Linked DNA regions of Ovis aries: region 1 is linked to region 2. A link is a contact called in public Hi-C data. All regions are on one chromosome and are shown on one strand. Each heading gives the region's core, a stretch centred on a gene start, on an enhancer-like site or on the middle of the called end of the contact. The rest is flanking DNA. Distances are from core to core; before and after follow the strand shown. Region 1 overlaps C2H2orf76 (chromosome 2 C2orf76 homolog). Region 2 has its middle 51 kb from the start of MARCO.

Evidence for each region. Hi-C and Micro-C count contacts between places; a contact is called where the count stands out from the background.
Region 1: a contact with region 2 is called in a Hi-C map of liver, with 6 times the contacts expected there. The contact joins two enhancer-like sites. A contact is called at or near these places in 3 of 16 Hi-C or Micro-C datasets (hypothalamus, liver and tail adipose tissue).

Annotation. Positions count from the first base shown.
Region 1 is chr2:184,653,943-184,658,386 of ARS-UI_Ramb_v3.0, forward strand. All of the region lies in intron 7 of C2H2orf76 (chromosome 2 C2orf76 homolog), which reads right to left. Among named protein-coding and RNA genes, the nearest start is that of DBI, 88 kb to the right of the region's middle. Within about 2 kb of position 2,794, at least 1 of the 54 cell types and tissues checked has an H3K27ac peak or open chromatin away from gene starts, as enhancers often do. A contact at or near this core is called in liver, where this site is marked.
Region 2 is chr2:184,326,463-184,331,343 of ARS-UI_Ramb_v3.0, forward strand. No RefSeq gene overlaps it. Among named protein-coding and RNA genes, the nearest start is that of MARCO, 51 kb to the left of the region's middle. Within about 2 kb of position 2,714, at least 8 of the 54 cell types and tissues checked have an H3K27ac peak or open chromatin away from gene starts, as enhancers often do. A contact at or near this core is called in liver, where this site is marked.

The sequences.
Region 1 (4,444 bases), core at 1,544-4,043, 330 kb after region 2:
AAGGGATATGGCGCAGCTAAAGGACCCACAAAGGTTCAGAGCAGTCACAATTCTTTCAACCTAGCAGGTCAAGGACTCTGTCTTCTAAAACAATAAGTCAGCAACATTATTAATTCAGACTGGAGACAAATCTGATGGAAAGCCTTCCAATTATTAAACATGCAATTCTTTAAGGTGTTGCACCAACAAGTTCCACATTTTTTAAATTAAATCAGAAGTTAATACCGCCTGCTTAGCTTTTACAGAAAGAGCAAAAGGGCCTTCAGAATCTTGACAAGAAAACAGACAAGATTATTTGTAATGAATACTGATCACTCAATTAACATATTCTCTAAAAACAGACAAGTGAAACTCTTCAAGCCAAATAAATAGGATAATCAGGAAGGATGCCAAGGATTACCACTGGTCTCCCAGTTTAAAGCTCTCATCTCTTCATTAGAATTTATCACAGAAGAATGAAATTAAAGAGCTTAGCATAACATTTCATTAAAAATGTTTTTGCTGGTTTTAAGTATACCAAATTTAATGTTTCTCAAACCTAAATTTCTGTGGTCTTTACAGAAAATATGGAAATGTTGAAAGAAGAAAATAAAATCACCCAGAGTCTCAGATCTTCATTCCAGCCCTTTTATATATTCAAGATCAAATGAAGATTAATCTTTATAAAAATCATATTACGAACTCTTGTTACAACAAGCCTGAGTGTGTGTGTGTGTAGGCAAGCAGGGAAGACACAGCAGAAAGAAACTGGGAATCGATGAGAGGGGCTGTATAAAAATGCACCCTGGGCAAACGATAAGTTAATGTACAGTTAAATTTTACAAGAAAATGGCATTTAAAATAATAGCTAAGAGCTCTATACTAGGAATTAGTAAAAAGTTGAAAAGGGGGCTTCAAAAAATTCAGTATTCAAAGTTAAGATATTCTGAGATCTATCCTTTAAATAAAAAGCTCCTTTTTGGAAGAGAAGCAAGCCCAAAGGTAGACCTACAAAATTTGCAAGTGATTCTAAAATCCTCCTCCTGATGTTAGGAGAATAAGCAAAAGTCCCCTGTTCTTAATAATCACAATGCAAGATTTCATACACCATGTGCTATTTACATATAGAACTTTACACAGTGCTTTGCCCACACAGCACTTTGCTCAATACACACTAACTGTAATTACAATTTTCACTTAACCGTAGCTGACATTTATCTGCACCCCTTTTGAGAAACTAGTACATCTTACGGCTCTTCAGGATACCAATAATCGGTTTAGGATTAAATGAATGTATAGAAAAAACTGACAAAGCATTCCTGTTTTGACACATAAGTTCTCTTGGGTCTAATTAAGTTATAGATCAATCCATCTTTTATACACTACAGGGTTAAAAATGAGGTCATCTAAGGTAAATATTTTATTTTCAGATGAATGTTTTTTCAGGAAAACTAGATTGACAAATGGGTTAAACTCAAATGGTCCAGGCTGATAAAAATGTTCACCCTTAACAAATTGGAGAATAACACACAAATTAGGAGTTGGCTGGTTTGAACATTCAAAAGAAAGACATAAGGTGGATTTTAAATTTTAGTCATGTTTCTTAAGCAGAATCAGAATATAATGTTTTTTCTTAAATCTACAGAACCCTATTGGAAATCTCTGAGACAATGATTTCACATATTTAGACTGCAAATTTACTTGCCAATTACAGTGAAAACAAATTACAAAAGATTTTCAAGACCTCTACATAATCACCCTTTCCTCCATTATCCCAAATTCTATTTAAAATGGCTCCAGAAGAACCCTCAGGAAGTCTACCACACGCTGGTCCCCTAGGGCTCCTGATTTTAAATTAAATGTGCTGCAGGCGGCAGTGCACTCAGGTGCAGAGTGCCTTGGCATGTGAATGTGAAATGAATGTGCATTCTCAAATCCAATAAATATACCACCAGCTCATCCCTTTGTCTTACTAGCAAATGAAACCAAGTAAGAACGCTCCAAATACATTTGTAGACCATTTTAATACTGACTTTCAAGTTTAATGAAATGAACACAAGCCAGGACATTCAAATGTTGGATATGAAATTAATAATTAAGAATTTTATAATGTTTCCATTACAAAATGCACATATATACACCTTCAATGGGAAAATAATAACTTCAAATTTTTTAAAAGAAGAAGAAAAACCAATTTTAAATGCAAAAATCTCAGGAAAGTTGAGTATAATGAACTTAAACTCCTCAACTAACTTATTTCAATAAACCCATCTATAAACAAGGATTTACTGTATGGCTTCTAAATCCCAAGCTTCATATCAAAGCTGTATGCAGCACAGCAATTGTCGTCCAAGAAAAGAGGCTGAGAAATGTGTCCTGACTGTAGTACAGACAATTAATGATCAGAGCAGGCTGTAATGTGAATAATAACTCCAGATTATTGGCCAAAAAAAAAAAAAGCCAAGAAGGGCAAGGTGTGATTTCTGCAGCAATTTGACACCAAAAGGACAAAGTTTCACTGTCTCACCTGGTCCAGGAGTCATCCTTGCAAGTTTCACCAAAGTATAATCTAAGAATCATTCAAAACCATGCCCACAGCTGTGTTATATTTCTAACTTTTTACCAAAGGAGGTCAACAATCCAACAAGTAGTTCCAAACAACCATGTGTCTTTTATTTCTTATTTGCTTGAGATTCCGTTTTCAAGCTGGTTGAGAAAGATTTCAAACTATAGTTTGGAGAAAACAAATATAGAGATAAGTCTGACCTTTGATAGACTGGACACTGTGATTTCCACATCAGCATGCAAAGTGAAAGTGTTAGTTGCTCAGTCGTGTCCGACTCTTTGTGACCCCATGGACTGTAGCCCTCCAGGTTTCTCGGTCATGGAATTCTCCAGACAAAAATACTAGAATAGGTTGCCATTCCCTTCTCCACGGGATCTTCCTGACCAACGGATCAAACCCGTGTCTCCTGTATCAGCGGGCATATTTTTTACATCTGAGCTACCAGGGAAGCCCGAGGGGAGTGCAAAAAGGAAGAATCATGTCTGGAAGGTTCCTTCTGATCTTCTTCCTCTGGGATCCCAAATTCCCTGGGCCTACCACCTATTTTAGCAAGTACCAGATCATCGCTGCTATGATGTTAACATGAACAGCCGGTTAAACACACTGTCAAAGCAGGAAAGCATGTATGCCCCCAAGATATTACTACCTAAAAAGAGAATGGGAAAGGGACTCAAACCTTCAGGAAACACTAATCATATATGAGCCTGATAAAGAAGCGGAGCCAAGGAAGCCTACAATCTGAGCTGCTTAGCCAAGGTCACCGAGAGGTGCCGGGCACCAAGACTGGGTTTCGGCTGTAGGCAGACAATAGAGGAGCGACACACAAAGTGGAAACAAGCCACAAGGGAGCTGGGGAGTTAGCACAAGATGTGGCCTGACGCGGACTCTTCCCAGAGGTGAGCACTTAGAGTTTGCCAGACTGTATCTTGCTCTAAAATATTTCCGGTAAAACATAACTGACTTTAGAAGAGTTACCCTATCTCAGTTTCTTTCCTAAACCGGAGACGATTCAAAAGACAGCAATCGTAGAATCCAGCAAAATGAAAGAGATAAAATATAACCCCAAAAATATTTAACATGAAAATTTATTACCTAGGGGAATTAGTCCATAAAACTACAACTGTTAACAACAAGATCTTTAAATTATAAACAACAATTCTAGGTAAGGCCTTCTTCCTTCTTCCACAAAACAAATCTTTTTATTGATGTATTTTAGGACGAAATCCACAAGCAAAAACCTCCCCTGATGTCAAGCGTAGAATATACAATTGGGATCTGCAATGCAGATAAAAGGCTAGAGAATTTCTTGGTGAGAAAAGAAATCTTCAAACCAGTTTGTTCCCCTAATTTCCCCCCTTACAGTCTCTTTTCCTTTCATGATTTTTACAGAAAAGTCATAATGATACATTTGTTACACTGGCCTTATTCCCATGGCAACTGGCTGTGATGGCAGAGTGACAGCTCTACAGCAAGATCAAGTGGTAAGAAGGGAGAAAGCGATGACTTGGAATTTTTCTCCTAAAACCTCTTAAAAACCTAACCAGGCACAGCACCAAGGGAGGGAAAATTCCCTAGAAAAATCACACATTTCAAGTACTGCTTTTACAACTCTACTCCCACTTAGAATTTTTTGTTGCTCTCCAGGGGCCATCACCTCCTTCCCCATGAGTAGTAACTGTGGCTTGTTCTCAAGGGTACAGAAACACTGCTCTCAGCAACAAAGGGGAACATGCAGAAGAGGGGGTTGCTCCCAACAGGGATGGCAGACACCCTCAACCAGAGCTACAGACTTGCCAGGGCATGAGAACAGTTTGAAGTAACCTGAAACCAGTGGAGAACTCATGAAAACGATCCAATTCTGATCGAAGATCTATATCGCCTTAAAACAAGAATGACCAA
Region 2 (4,881 bases), core at 1,464-3,963:
TGGGGGGGGGAGTGGAGTGGGAGGGGAAAGAACTGGGAGATTGGGATCGACATATATACACTACTATGTAAAAACAGATAGCTACTGAGAACCTACTGTATAGCACAGGGAACTCTCCTCAGTGATCTGTGATGACCTAAATGGGAAGGAAATCTTAAAAAGGAGTGAATATAAATATACATGTAACTGGTTCACTTTTTTGTGCAGCAGAAACTGATACAACATTGTTGAGCACCTATACTCCAATAAAAATCAATAAATACAAAATAAAGGTTAGAAAAACCAAAAGAAATGATAAATTAAAAGAAAGCATGTTAACTGTTGCCTGGCATGTGGTAAATGCTCAGTCTGGGTTATTATGACTATTCAGGACCCTTCACAGAAGCTCAGAAAGAAGTATTGACACATATACACTGCCATGTGTAAAATAGGTAGCTAGTGGGAAGCTGCTGTGTAACACAGGGAGCTCAGATCTGTGCTCTGCGAAGACCTTGAGCAGAGGAATGTGGGGGTGAGTGGGAGGGAGGTTCAAGAAGGAGGGGATATTTGTATACATATAGCTGACTTACTTCGTTTAACAGCAGGAACTAACACAACATTGTTAAGCAATTATCCCCCAATTTAAAAATGTAAACATAATTTTTTTTAAAAGGAAAAAAGAAATTATTTAGTGTAAACAAGAAATGGACTCAACAGAGTCCATCAGAGTCTATCCTCCCCCCCAGCTCAGACTTTTCGCCCCAGTGTCCCTGTGTGCCATTGAGTCACTGGTGCACAGGCCCCTGGAAGGACAGGAGGACAGGGCCCAGCAGACACTTTGGCTGTGTGGCTGTGGAGAGAAATAGGGCTGCAGCTGGAGGGAGACAGGTGGGATGCAGGGGCGGACTTTATTTTTTGTAACAAGATAAAGTCCAGTTTATATGCCGATGGGAATGACCTAGTAGGTAGGCTCAATTAATAATTCAAGAGGGAAGGCACGATTTCAGGAGCTAGGTCCTTAGGAGGACTAGAGGGCTCTGAGCAACTGGCAGGGACAGGAATAGTTCTCGGATAGCAGGAAGGAAGGTGGCAATCTGAATAAAGATGCGGAAGCCAGTGGATTTGGTAGATGAGGAATGAGGGAGTTCTCATCCGATTGTTTCTATCTTCTCAGAGGGCAGGAGCCAAAGTCAACAGCTGAGGCGGTCTGGGGAGGAATGAGTGCTGGGCACATGGAGAGAGAAAGATCTGAAGCTGGGGTGGGCAGGGCTGCATGGCCACCTTTGCTGGAAACATTAGAAGTATTGGGGCAACTATCTTGAAGGTTCCCTCTGCCAGGCACATATTCTCAAACTTCAGAACAATCTGCAAGGTAGGATCACTGATAAGGAGCTGTGGGTTCAAGGTCTAACAGTTAGCAAGAGGCAGAGGCCAGATTTGAACCTGGTGTTTCTGATGACAGAGACGAGTGGCCCTCCACACACACACCTGTTGGACATGCACTTGATAAGACTGCATAGTCAGACTCCATCCACCCCGCTGGGTACCACCTTAACCTGGTATTCACCTGGTCAAGTCCTGTTTCCTGCAGGAATGGCAAATTTGGGGGCTCTGGTACATGAATGAATGTGGTTTCATGTCCTGCCAGGGGAGTTTGGGGTGTTTTTAATGGGGGCCCCTCTGTGGTTAATTTTGCACTGAACCTCTCTTTCCCTTCCACTTGTCACAACCGTGTTCCCAACCTTACCTTTCTACACTTGCCTTTGCCCCTCTAATCTGGCATTTACCTGTGCCTCTCCATGTGAGGTGCTATGCAGGGAGCCACTGATACAAAGATTAAAAACCTAGTTCGTGACCTCTGAGGTCAGGGTTCAGGGGGGAAACCACAAGTGAGCACGTCAGCACAGAGTGATGGGCTGGTCTGGCCCACGAATGTGGGGGCCAGAGGTGTCTCCGCTCTGAACTCCCCTCTTCCAGGCCCAGGACCAGTGGGATTCCTTCCCTACCACTTGCCCAAATCTGTATGATAAAATCTTAAAGAACCAAACAGCTGTATGGTAACTCCTCACTAAATGCACTCAAAATCATTGTTGTTGTTTAATCGCTAAGTCACGTCTAACTCTTTGCGATCCTATGGGTTGTAGCCTTCCAGCCTCCTCTATGGATTTCTCAAGCAACAGTACTGAAATGGGTTGCCAATTCTTCTCCAGGGGATCTTCCCCATCCAGGGATCAAACCTGTGTCTCTTGCATCTCCTGTATTGGCAGGCAGATTCTTTACCAGTGATCTACCTGGGAAGCCCTACTCAAAATCATACAAACCATCAAAAGAAATTTGCATGCTTGTTAAAATGCATGTTAGAACGACATTTTTCTGGATTTTCTGATCGGAGTCCTGTGATAAGCATATGGGAGCTCTGCTATGGCCCTCTGCCCCTTTTGGTGGGGACTGGGAAGAATACTGTATGGAACACAGACGGTGCTTCGTACCACAGGCTTGGGGGATTCCAAGAACTCGGTAAACACTGGGCAATGACTGACCTTTGCAGACGGTGGCAGGGTTGCGACCAGGAGACAGTCTGTGGAAGTCTGGGGAAGTCTCCTACCCCACAAACACAACCTGGCTGCCTCCCACTCGGCATGATCAACTGGACCCTGTTTTCCGCTCAGAGTAAGGCCTGCAGACCTGTCGCTGAGGAGGCCGCCTTCCCGCTGCGGGCACGAGGGGGCGCTGCAGGCCGTGCTCAGCCCGCCAGGCTCCGACCTCAGTCTCTGCCCGGCTCCGCCAGGGACGGAACTAGAGAGGCTGCTGCTGCTGCTAAGTTGCTTCAGTCGTGTCCAATTCTGTGCGACCCCATAGACGGAAGCCCACCAGGCTCCCCTGTCCCTGGGATTCTCCAGACAAGAACACGAGTGGGTTGCCATTTCCTGCTCCAATGCATGAAAGTGAAAAGTGAAAGTGAAGTTGCTCAGTCGTGTCCGACTCTTAGCGACCCCCTGGACTGCAGCCTACCAGGCTCCTCCAGCCATGGGATTTTCCAGGCAAGAGTACTGGAGTGGGTTGCCACTGCGCGGATCCCAGCAAAGGCTCCAGGGCTGGACGCAGCCCACCGCTCAGAAGAAATACACACGCTTCATCTGTGCCCGGTCCGGGCATCCACGAAACTCTCTCCTCCGTTTCTCCTCCTGATGCCCAGTAGTAACCAATCTACTGCTGGCCCTGGACAGAAGCCATTCAAAAGGGACCATTTAGGGGGTCAGCACCTTTATTTTAGGATGTTGCGGAACTCCCATTCATTAAGTACCCACTGTGAACTGGTACTGTGTGAGGTTCTTTATATACATTAGTTCTTCAGAACAATCTCATGATATTTTACAGCTCTCATTCTACTAAGAAGCTCAGAGAGGTTAGATTTTTTTTACCCAGGGGGACCAGCGAGCTGATATGCACCAGGGCTAGAAATCCAAATCCCAAGGTTGACCCAAAGCTCATGTCCTTCCCCATTCTTGCCATTGCTGCTGGTGCCCCACAGCCCAGGGAAAAGAAGCTGGGCAGGAGGAGGGGGCAACCACAGCAGGTCTGATTGAAGAACTTCTGAAAACTTGGAGGAGACTGAGGTAGAATTCCACAATGAAAAGGCATCAAACAGTCAGGGACCTGACTCCCAAGCTCTACTCTATCAGATATTAGCTGGTGACCTCCAGTCAGGTCCTTCGCCTTTGGCACCCATTTCCTTATTTGGACAAGGTGGGATGAGATTAGGTCATTTCCCAAGCTCCCCCACCCCCAACATCTCCAACAGTTTGTGCATGGAGAACTCCCTAACTAGGGGCTTCCTCCAAGGACTGGCCAGAGAGGTCAGAAGAGAGCCAAGAGGGGGCCTTCATGCATATGGTCTCAGGACTATGTCATCTGTTAATTAAGGCCTGGGTACCAGAGGGCCAGAGCCTCTGAAAAGTCGCCCCATCCCAGGCCTGCCTGAGGATGGCCAGTGGTCTGGGAAGGTAGGCGAGCAGGGCAGCAGAGACCCACACCACAGGTGCACACCCAGGGTCTCAGTGAGCCCCTCAGTAACCAAGCGGCTGCTGGTTACTCTTCACGCCCTCTGTCATCAGGCGGTACCCCCAGCACTCAACAGCTCAACTTTTTCTTGGCAGAAGCTGTCTGTCTCCTCCGGCTGTTTCCACTATAAACATGTTGGATTTAACTCTGTTCCAACATACTCTGCCCTGACACACTGAATGTGTCAGGTGTGGGGGTATGGTGATGGAGGCAACCTGCAGCCTGACCCTCCAAAACTCTCCATCCAACTGGGAAACAGAACCATCAACAGACAGCTAGGCCGTTAGATACAGAGCCCAGGGACCCAGAGGAGGACGGAACCACTGAGGGGTGATGGAGATCTGGGGCAGCTTCTAGCAAGAGTTCACCCCAGGGCAGGGAGTGGATAAAGTCAGCTCGGGGAGTGAGGGCAGAGGGAAGATGCTCTAGGAAGAGGGAGCTGGGTGAGGTTCGGCGGGGAGAGGGGGAGGCTGGACTTTTAGGGGTCAGGAGTGGTGAGGAGACTAGCACAGCAGCCCAGCTAAGAGATGTCAAGGCCTTGAACAGGGGAGAGGGACACAGGATGGGCCCTCTCCAACCAGATGCCTGGAGAGGAGGGTGGTCTCCAGTCTTATTCCTGGGCTCCTGGCTGGGGTGCCCGGGGGTGTAGTTGTGCTAGTCACCAAAGCAGAAGGCGTTTTGAGGGAGAGAAAAGCTTGGGTTTGACCTGTGGGAACCCTTGAGGAGCTGTGCAATTGGTATGAACAGGAGAGCCCGTGGGGCTTCCTGGGCCTGCCAAGGAGACCTTTCCAGTACACCCGAAGTGTGGGGAGTTCTCAGAGGCAATTAAAGTGATTCTGT